Regions from separate parts of the Sus scrofa genome. Here all the other regions are linked to region 3. Evidence: chromatin contacts called from public HiChIP or PLAC-seq data. All regions are on one chromosome and are shown on one strand. The core of a region is the stretch at or near the end of the contact, and the rest is flanking DNA. Distances in the headings are between cores, read along the strand shown. Region 1 has its middle 72 kb from the start of NCOR2. Region 2 has its middle 31 kb from the start of NCOR2. Region 3 has its middle 100 kb from the start of SCARB1.

Evidence for each region. HiChIP or PLAC-seq counts read pairs in DNA pulled down with a chosen protein or histone mark.
Region 1: an H3K27ac HiChIP or PLAC-seq map of alveolar macrophages shows a contact between it and region 3. The contact joins two enhancer-like sites. A contact is called at or near these places in 12 of 47 Hi-C or Micro-C datasets (alveolar macrophages, embryonic fibroblasts, fetal liver and 5 more) and 2 of 2 datasets of contacts at active chromatin or transcription factors (alveolar macrophages and skeletal muscle).
Region 2: an H3K27ac HiChIP or PLAC-seq map of alveolar macrophages shows a contact between it and region 3, with 13 times the contacts expected there. The contact joins two enhancer-like sites. A contact is called at or near these places in 1 of 47 Hi-C or Micro-C datasets (epiblast stem cells) and 1 of 2 datasets of contacts at active chromatin or transcription factors (alveolar macrophages).

Annotation. Positions count from the first base shown.
Region 1 is chr14:28,569,220-28,571,919 of Sscrofa11.1, reverse strand. No RefSeq gene overlaps it. Among named protein-coding and RNA genes, the nearest start is that of NCOR2, 72 kb to the left of the region's middle. Within about 2 kb of position 1,394, at least 9 of the 83 cell types and tissues checked have an H3K27ac peak or open chromatin away from gene starts, as enhancers often do. A contact at or near this core is called in alveolar macrophages, where this site is marked.
Region 2 is chr14:28,610,425-28,613,124 of Sscrofa11.1, reverse strand. No RefSeq gene overlaps it. Among named protein-coding and RNA genes, the nearest start is that of NCOR2, 31 kb to the left of the region's middle. Within about 2 kb of position 1,429, at least 16 of the 83 cell types and tissues checked have an H3K27ac peak or open chromatin away from gene starts, as enhancers often do. A contact at or near this core is called in alveolar macrophages, where this site is marked.
Region 3 is chr14:28,402,134-28,404,833 of Sscrofa11.1, reverse strand. No RefSeq gene overlaps it. Among named protein-coding and RNA genes, the nearest start is that of SCARB1, 100 kb to the right of the region's middle. Within about 2 kb of position 1,398, at least 26 of the 83 cell types and tissues checked have an H3K27ac peak or open chromatin away from gene starts, as enhancers often do. A contact at or near this core is called in alveolar macrophages, where this site is marked.

The sequences.
Region 1 (2,700 bases), core at 145-2,644, 170 kb before region 3:
GGCTCAGCTTCCCCTTGGCCTGGCCATATTGGGTCAACCATGGGCAGGTGGTGGGCGACCTGGTGGTTTGATCCTGTGGCGATGTTATCATTTGCCCACCCAATGGGAAACCATTCTCCCCCCACTTGGTCTTTTTAAATTTCTTTGATTTAAAAAATTTTTTTTAATTTAGTTTAATTTAATTGTTTATTTTTTGTCTTTTTAGGGCTGCACCTGCGGCATATGGAGTTTCCCAGGCTAGGGGTGGAATCAGAGTTACAACTAGGCTACACCACAGCCAGAGCAACACTATATCTGAGCTGTGTCTGTGACCTACACCACAGCTCACAGCAACACAAGATCCTTAACTCACTGAGCAAGGCCAGGGATGGAACACGCATCCTCATGGATCATGGATCCTAGCTGGGTTCTTCTTAAAGGGAACTCCACCCTGACTTGTTCTTGGTGGGGGAGGCTGGACATTCCAGCTCCTTCCTTCCCCCGTGCAAGGAGCCCTGTCATGCCCTGCCGTGAGTCCCCAGGAGGAGTCCCGCAGAATCTGTGCCTCCTCTCCTAGGTTCTGTGAACTTGACTGCTGATGGCTGGCCCCCTCTGACCTTCCTCAAAGGGCTGACTTAGTGCCGCCCAGGCTGGGGCTCATGTCCCCTGGCATGGCCATCTGGCTGTACTGGCTGAAGGAGGGAACGAAAGCCCAGCCCCCGCCTCAAGGCAGGACCAGCTCTGTGGCCGTCCTGTGCCCCAAGCTGCCCCTGGGACCAAGTTGAGGCCAAGACATCACCTAAAACTGCCCTTTGCCCTGATTTCGTCCCCCCTTCCTGTCTGCTTCCTCACTCCCTTCCAACTTGTCCTGGGAGCACATCCTTAACAACAAGTCACTGGTTCAGACATTTTCATCTCAGAGTCTGCTTCTGAGGAGACTGGCCCGAGGCACCTGTTCTTGCCTGGAGAGACCCCGTGTTGGCTGGTGGACCTGAGGGAAGTCTGGGGAAGGTTTTCTCTCCCTGATGAAAGACTGAGACCTGGTACCTTTTCAATCCCTGGACATGATTGTGTGGAGACCAGTGGCTGTGGGCAGAGGCTCAAGAGGCACAGAGATGGCACCTGCAGAGCAATGCCTGGGGTGCACACACGCTTCCACGCCTCAGCATGATCCTGATGGAATGTGGCTACCACATGGAGGGGGACAGTCCTTGCTGATATCACTGAGAAACCAATCCTGCGGCTGCTTATCTAGACCTTTGTTTTTGTGAGATTAGACTCAATCCTCTGGGTGGAAAATTCTGGCTAGAAAGGTTGTTACTTGCAGCTGGAAGTGTGCCCGCTGACAGAGCTGCCCAGCACCCCTTCCATTCCGGAGGCTACATTTACCACACAGGAAAACCCCTTTCTAGTGACTGAGTCAGATCCAGAGGGAAAGACTAGTCACCTTCATTGTGGCCAACGACACGTGAGGGACACTTCCTAAGGCCTCCTGGGAAAAATGGCTTTGTCATGTCTGGGTGCAGTACCCAGATCTGGGACGACCATCTGGCCCAAGGAGAATCCCTGACCCCCAGCCTCCAGTGGCTGCAGCCAGAGTCTGGTCACTGTGCCTGGCACCTTTGGGGCTCCAAACTTTTTTTTTTTTAATTTTTTAAATTAAAGTATCATTGATTTACGATGTTGTGTCAATTTCTGCTGTACAGGCCCAGACTTCTTGCCATTTTCTTTTTGTTTGTTTGTTTTTGTTTTCTTCTTTTGTCTTTTTAAAAAAGGCCACACCCACGGAATATGGAGGTTCCGAGGCTAGGGGTCAAATCGGAGCTAGCTAAGCTCGTTGTCATTTTCTTACTAACGTTTTCTTACTAATGAAGTCCATTTGAATTGGGTTTTCCAATACTGGCAGCCAAGAAGTGACAACGTGAGGACATTTGGGTGGTCCCTTCTGGACCCCTGTGCTAAAAGTAGAGAAAGCACGAGGATGGATAAGGTTAAAAATGCCACCTAGGAGTTCCCGTTGTGGCTCAGCAGGCTGAGAACCCAACTAGTATCCCTGAGGATATGGGTTCCTTCCCTGGCCTTGCTCAGTGGGTTAAGGGTCTGGCATTGCTGTGAGCTGGGGCATAGGTCGCAGAGACAGCTTGGATCCGGTGTAGCTGTGGCTCTGATGTAGGCCGGCAGCTGCAACTCCCATTTGACTCCTAGTCTGGGAACTTCCATATGCCTCAGATATGGCCCTAAAAGGACACACACACACACACACACACACACAGCCTACCTCTCAGGCCTTGCCATGTGACATTAGCCACTATTGGGCACTTCCCATTTGCTCACATGAATCTTCAGGACAGCCCTGTAAGATTGGATGAGTCAACCCTATTTTATATTATGGAGGTCTGGAGAAGGTAAGAGATTTGCCCAGAGTCACACAGCTTGTGAAGCCACATTCTTCATCGCAAACCCTGAGGGAGCTGCCAACCCCTTGCAAGAGAGACAGGCGCCCAGGGCAGGAGGGAGGCCCTGGAGGAAGGGCAGGAGGGAGGCAGGAGGATGATGTGGACCAGAGTCAGAAAGGCCTTCCACGGGCTTGCTGTGTGACTTTGAGCAAAGTGCTTTGCCTCTCGGCGAAACAGTTCCCTCTTGAGTAAGATGGAGGCCTCCTGGGCAGGTAAGTCAAATGAGAAGCATCAAATAGAGGTGCGACAAGCTGTGAAGTACAGT
Region 2 (2,700 bases), core at 180-2,679, 210 kb before region 3:
GCCAAATGAAGCCTGGGGACAAGGTCACCTCAATGACCCCATCCCCACCCTGGTCCTCTCGGGGCCATCTTCCTGGATGGAAACAGCAGTCAGCAACAGTCAGCCTCCTCCCTAGCCCAGCTGGTTCCAGGAAGAGTGGAACCTACTTGAGGGACAAGGACCCTGTGTCCAGCACCTGTCCTCCCCCTGCCCCAGGGCAGGCCAGGCCCCGTCTCGCTGCCAATGAACCCATCAGCCAGCAATATGAACTGACCAAGCCACGTCATGTCCTGACATGGTGCCAGGCACTGTGGGCCCAGCAGTGGGCAAATCGGAAGGAGCTTCTGCTGCCTCGGAAGTGACTGTCTGATGTGGGAAGGCCGACAATGCACGTGGGGAAGCAATCAACTGAGAAACTTCACAGATAAACAGATACAGAGCCGTGGCTCAGCAGTTACCGAACCTGACTAGCATCCACGAGGATATGGGTTCAATCCCTGGCCTTGCTCAGTGGGTTGAGGATCTGGCGTTGCCATGAGCTGTGGTGTAAGTCGCAGATGCGGCTTGGATCCCGAGTTGCTGTGGCTGTAGGCCAGTGGCCACAGCTCCGATTAGATCTCTAGCCTGGGAACCTCCATATGCCACGGGTGTGGCCCTAAAAAACAAAACAACAAAAAAAAATACAGACAGAAGTGGGGGAGGGGGGCTGGGAGCGTGGTGGGGGTGGTGCCTGACTGGGCGGCCAGGAAGACCTCCTGAGGGTGACATCTGAGCTGAGACCTGTGGCCAGGGGGGAACAGCGATTGCAGGGGCTGAGTACAAAGGCCCAGGGATGGGGAGGGATGTGGCTGGAGCAAAAGCCAGGAGATGGGTCAGTTGGGGCCTCTGGGTTTATCCTCAGAGGAGGAGGAAGGGAAGGGAGAGTGTGAGACCAGGAGTTAAAGGTTCCTCCTTCGGACAGGATCCCGCTGCCTGCAGCATGTGGGATAAGAGTGGTTGGATTCGGGGGGCCAGGAGGAGGCGGGAGCCGGACAGCCGGCGGGGTGGGGGGAGGGGCACCACAGTGCCTGGTCAGCCCTTGTGAACATGCAAGGGGTCTTCACCAGAAAGATCCTGCCCCCAATAACAGCTTATTGGTTTTGGACTGTTAGGGCCATGGGGGTCTCCAAGGCAGGGTCCCCACCCTGGAACATCCCAGAAATGGGCAGTGATATTTCGGGCTGTCCTGTGATTGGCCCTCGGCCAGCGGGACAGTCCCACACCACTAAAGTCACTTTCCCCACACAATTTTCAAATAACCTGGCCATTAAACAAAACCTCCCAGAACCGATCCGAATACAAGCTTTAAAAAAAAAAAAAAAAACCACTTTCATGCATCTCCAGAACCGAAACGCTTCTGATCTCACTTGCCTCAAATTGACACTGACTCATTCTGAGTGGGAGCCAACAGTAGCTTCCTCCCGTTTCCCTTTACACTACAATGGGGCAGCACACTGATTGTTGTTGTTGTTGATGTTGTTAATTCTGTGCAAAGTAAGACTGTTCAGGAGGAATTTCAGTGCCAAGGAGTAAAGGGGATTTTCCAAGGATACACCATAAACATTGCCAGGGGTTGTCCAGAGGCTGTGCCACTCTGGGTAAGTGAGCTGACCTTTCTGAGCCTTAGCTGTGTGTGCCTATAACCCAGGGAAAGTGATGATGTGATCGTTGCTCCCTCACGAGACGAAATTGAGAGGATCAAACGAATTAACGCGCTGAGGGCCTGCCTCTCTTAGATATGGAAAAGGACACAGCCCTTGGTCCGTCACATGCAGCTGAAGAGAGTGGAGGCAGGTGGGGCAAAAGCCCCCACCACAGCACCCCGCCAACCCCGGCAGCTGGCCAGGGGGTGGAGGAGAAAATCCAGCACTCCCTGCCTGGGCCAGGTGGCTCGTCGCCAGCCAGGCTTTCATCTCCAGCAGATAAGCCGTCTGCTCAAGTTCACGTTCAGGATCAAATGAACCCACTTAATCGCCTTAGGGATCTCCACTGAGCCGGCTCCTTAGGGACTTGGGGAGAAGGGCAGCTGAGTCCCCTCCAGCCAAGACCCCCACCCGCATGGCTAGGCCTAGAGAGGATGCTGCTGGCACCCTGCCCACCTCACTGTCTCCCTACACTGCCGGCTACAGCGACTCCCAAGGGCAGATGTATGCACACACCATACACACACACATCTGCACTGCCCGCTGCAGTACCCCCCAAGGGCAGAGGTGTGCACACTGACCTTCAGAGTGTGCACACGCACACAGGCATGCATGTGTGCACACACACGCACATCTTCATCCACTCACCATCACAAAGCACCTACTGTGCACCCCGTGCCCCATCCCCACAGCAGCCCAGAAGGTAAGCGCTGCCATGAACGCCACTCTCCACGAGGCCGGGAAAGGAAAGAGCCAGCCCACAAAGGTGACAGAGCTCCTGGCGGGAGGACCAGCCACCCACAGGACAATGCTTTCCCCATTCCACGGAGGGAGAGATGGAGGCAGGAACAGGCCTTAAGTCACCACCACACCCCGAGGCCATGCCAGGGGCAGGTGGGCAGGCTGGTAGAGCACAGGACTATGCCTGGGGGAGGGGCGGGCCAAAAGGCACAGGCCTGTGTGTCCTCAGCTGTACCCTAGCACCTGGGACAGCTCCTGGCACACAGTAGGTACTCCGTGAACACATCTGAAGGAACAA
Region 3 (2,700 bases), core at 149-2,648:
CTCTCTTGAACTACAGATGTAACAGCCTCACTTTCACACTTTAACATAATTTCATTGCAGTCTTTGCAATAACGAGTGTCAACTGTGTGCCTTTAAAAGTGTAGAAAAGATGCCGCTTTGGAGAGTGAAAGCATCACTGTCCCCAGCCACACCCACTAGGTCTCTAGCTAAGCTTTGGGCAGATAAAACCTTCCCCCACTAGCTACCCTACCACTCAAAGGAGAAATACCTGGCCTTCTGAGCAAATTTACATGCTGCTTAGCTCCAAGGGCATTTGAACTCACCTCCCCTGATATACACATAACCACTTAAAGCCGGTTTTAGGCACTAGGATATCTGCCAGTGATTCGCAGGGGAGAATGCCCATGCTGTATTTGACAGCGACACCTTCTGGTAGTGTCCGGTTTTACAGCTCAGCTCTACCAGACCTTGGAAATACTTCAATAAACCACGTCCTGAATGTTTGGGTTCCTTCCAGGAGTACTTTGTGACCCATTTGAAAGTCTTTTCAAACTATTTTTCATCTTGAGGTGCATAAAATGTCCTTTACAATCCTCATGAGAAACTGTGAAATCAATGGGGCAGGAATTAGAACTCCTGCTGGAGGTGTTCCCGCTGGGGCTCAGCAGGTTAAGAACCTGACATATCATATATGAGGATATGGGTTGGACCCTGGCCTCACTCAGTGGGTTAAGGATTTGGCATTGCCACAAGCTGTGGCATAGGTCACAGGTGTGGCTCAGATCCAGAGTTGCTGTGGCAGTCACAGTTCTGATTCAACCCATAGATTGGGAACTTCCATGTGCCACAGGTGCAGCCGTAAAAAAATAAATAAGTACATACATACATACATAAATACGTAAATAAATGAATTCATGGTTTAAAAAAAAAAAAACTCCTGTCGGACAGAGAGGGGTACATGCACAGAGAGGCACAAGTGACTTGCCTGAAGGATACAGCATGGCCAGGCCTCTTCCGCAAATGGCTCTAGGTTCCAAACCCTGCCGTCTACCTAATCTCTGAGCCTGATATCATGGGAGAAACCACGTCCTTCCCCCAAACAGATGCTGCTGCCTCAGCCAGAGCCCACAAGGCTGAGCATACCCTGAGCAGGGCCAGAGATCCGTGTCTCTTCTGGAAGTTCCCGTCCCCTAAAATGGAAGAAATTCCAGCAGCCCGGGGAAGAGCAGATGGGGCGGGCCACGGACCCAGACGGAAGAGCCCAGAGACCAGAAGAATGTTCCACAGTTCTGAGAGCCTGCCATGGTCCCAGCCACCACGCGAACGCCTTCCAGACCACACTGTTTCAACCCATCTGCTGAGATGTTTTCCCTGGGGGAGTGGAAGTTGCATTTCGTAATGGAAGTCGGGGAGGTGCATGAGATCTAGTTTGCAGAAAAGTGCATCGTGGCTAATATTGCTCAAACATCTGTCACTTGAAGTGAAAAACAAACATCTCCATCTCGAAGCTCCCCCCACCCCCACTTTCCTCTTCAACCCAGAAGTTTGCAGCAGCTCAGGCTTCATGACGAATGGACCCAGGAGATCTGGAAACACTTCTGAGTCCAGATTCCAAGACACTGCCATTTGGCCTTCGCCCTCAGGACAGACACGCCTGGAACCCTCAGGAGCTGGCACTTGAGCCCTCAGAGGGGAAAGTCAGAGAAAGGGCCCCCACCCTCACTGAAGCAGCAGACCTTAGCCATCCCTCTGGCAAACATCCAGGGAGGCTTCCTGGATCTCTCTTGCCCTCTCTTTGGGGTTTTGTTGTGGGTGGGAGGGAGCCAAGCACTATTTTTAGAAATGGTTATTCGGACTGCTCTTCTTCCCCTCCCATTCGCAACCTCTCTGGAATGAGCCTGGAGGGTCCCCTGCTGGGGGCTTATCTGGGAGACGCTGGGCACGTGCCTGGCATGCAGAGCCTCTTTGTGGATGGAGTTGGGCTTGCGCTGGGGGTTGGAATGAGTCTTTCAATCTCAGGTTCTCCAGAAGCAGCACCCATTTGTACCTGTGGTTGGAAATGATGTTCCTCGAAGCTGGTTTTCCTAGCTTGATTCCAGAAGGGATACTAGAGATGAGGTCTCTGGCGGCTAGTGACAGAAACCATTTCCCAGAATTCCCTGGTGATGCAGGGGGTTAAGGGTCTGGTGTTGTCACTGCTGTGACTTGGGTCACTGCTGTGGTGCAGGTTTGATCCCTGGCCCGGGAACTTCCACATGCTGAGGACATGGCCAAAAAAAACAAAAAAACAAAAAAAAAAACAGTGACAGGTCTTGGTTAACTGAACCACAAGAGATGTTCAGACAGTAGCTGAGAACACATGCCTTGGACCTGGCCATTGAGACTCAAATCCGGACTCTGACACCTGCCAGTCATTAAGTCCTTGGACTTTTACTCTACCTCGGAGCCTGTTTCCTCATGGGTAAAATGAGGACAGCGATGATAAGGCATTTACCTGGGTTATGAGGACAATGAGAGGAGCTCATATCAAGGGTTGAAAACAGGAGTTTCTGTCACGGCTCAGTGGGTTAAGAACCTGACATAGCGTCCAAGAGGATGCAGGTTTAATCCCCGGCCTCACTTAGTGGGTTAAGAATCTGGCGTTGCTGCCAGCTTCACCATAGGTCACAGATGTGGCTCAGATGTTGCTGTGGCTGTGGTGTAGGCTGGCGGCTGCAGCTCTAATTTGACCCCTAAGCT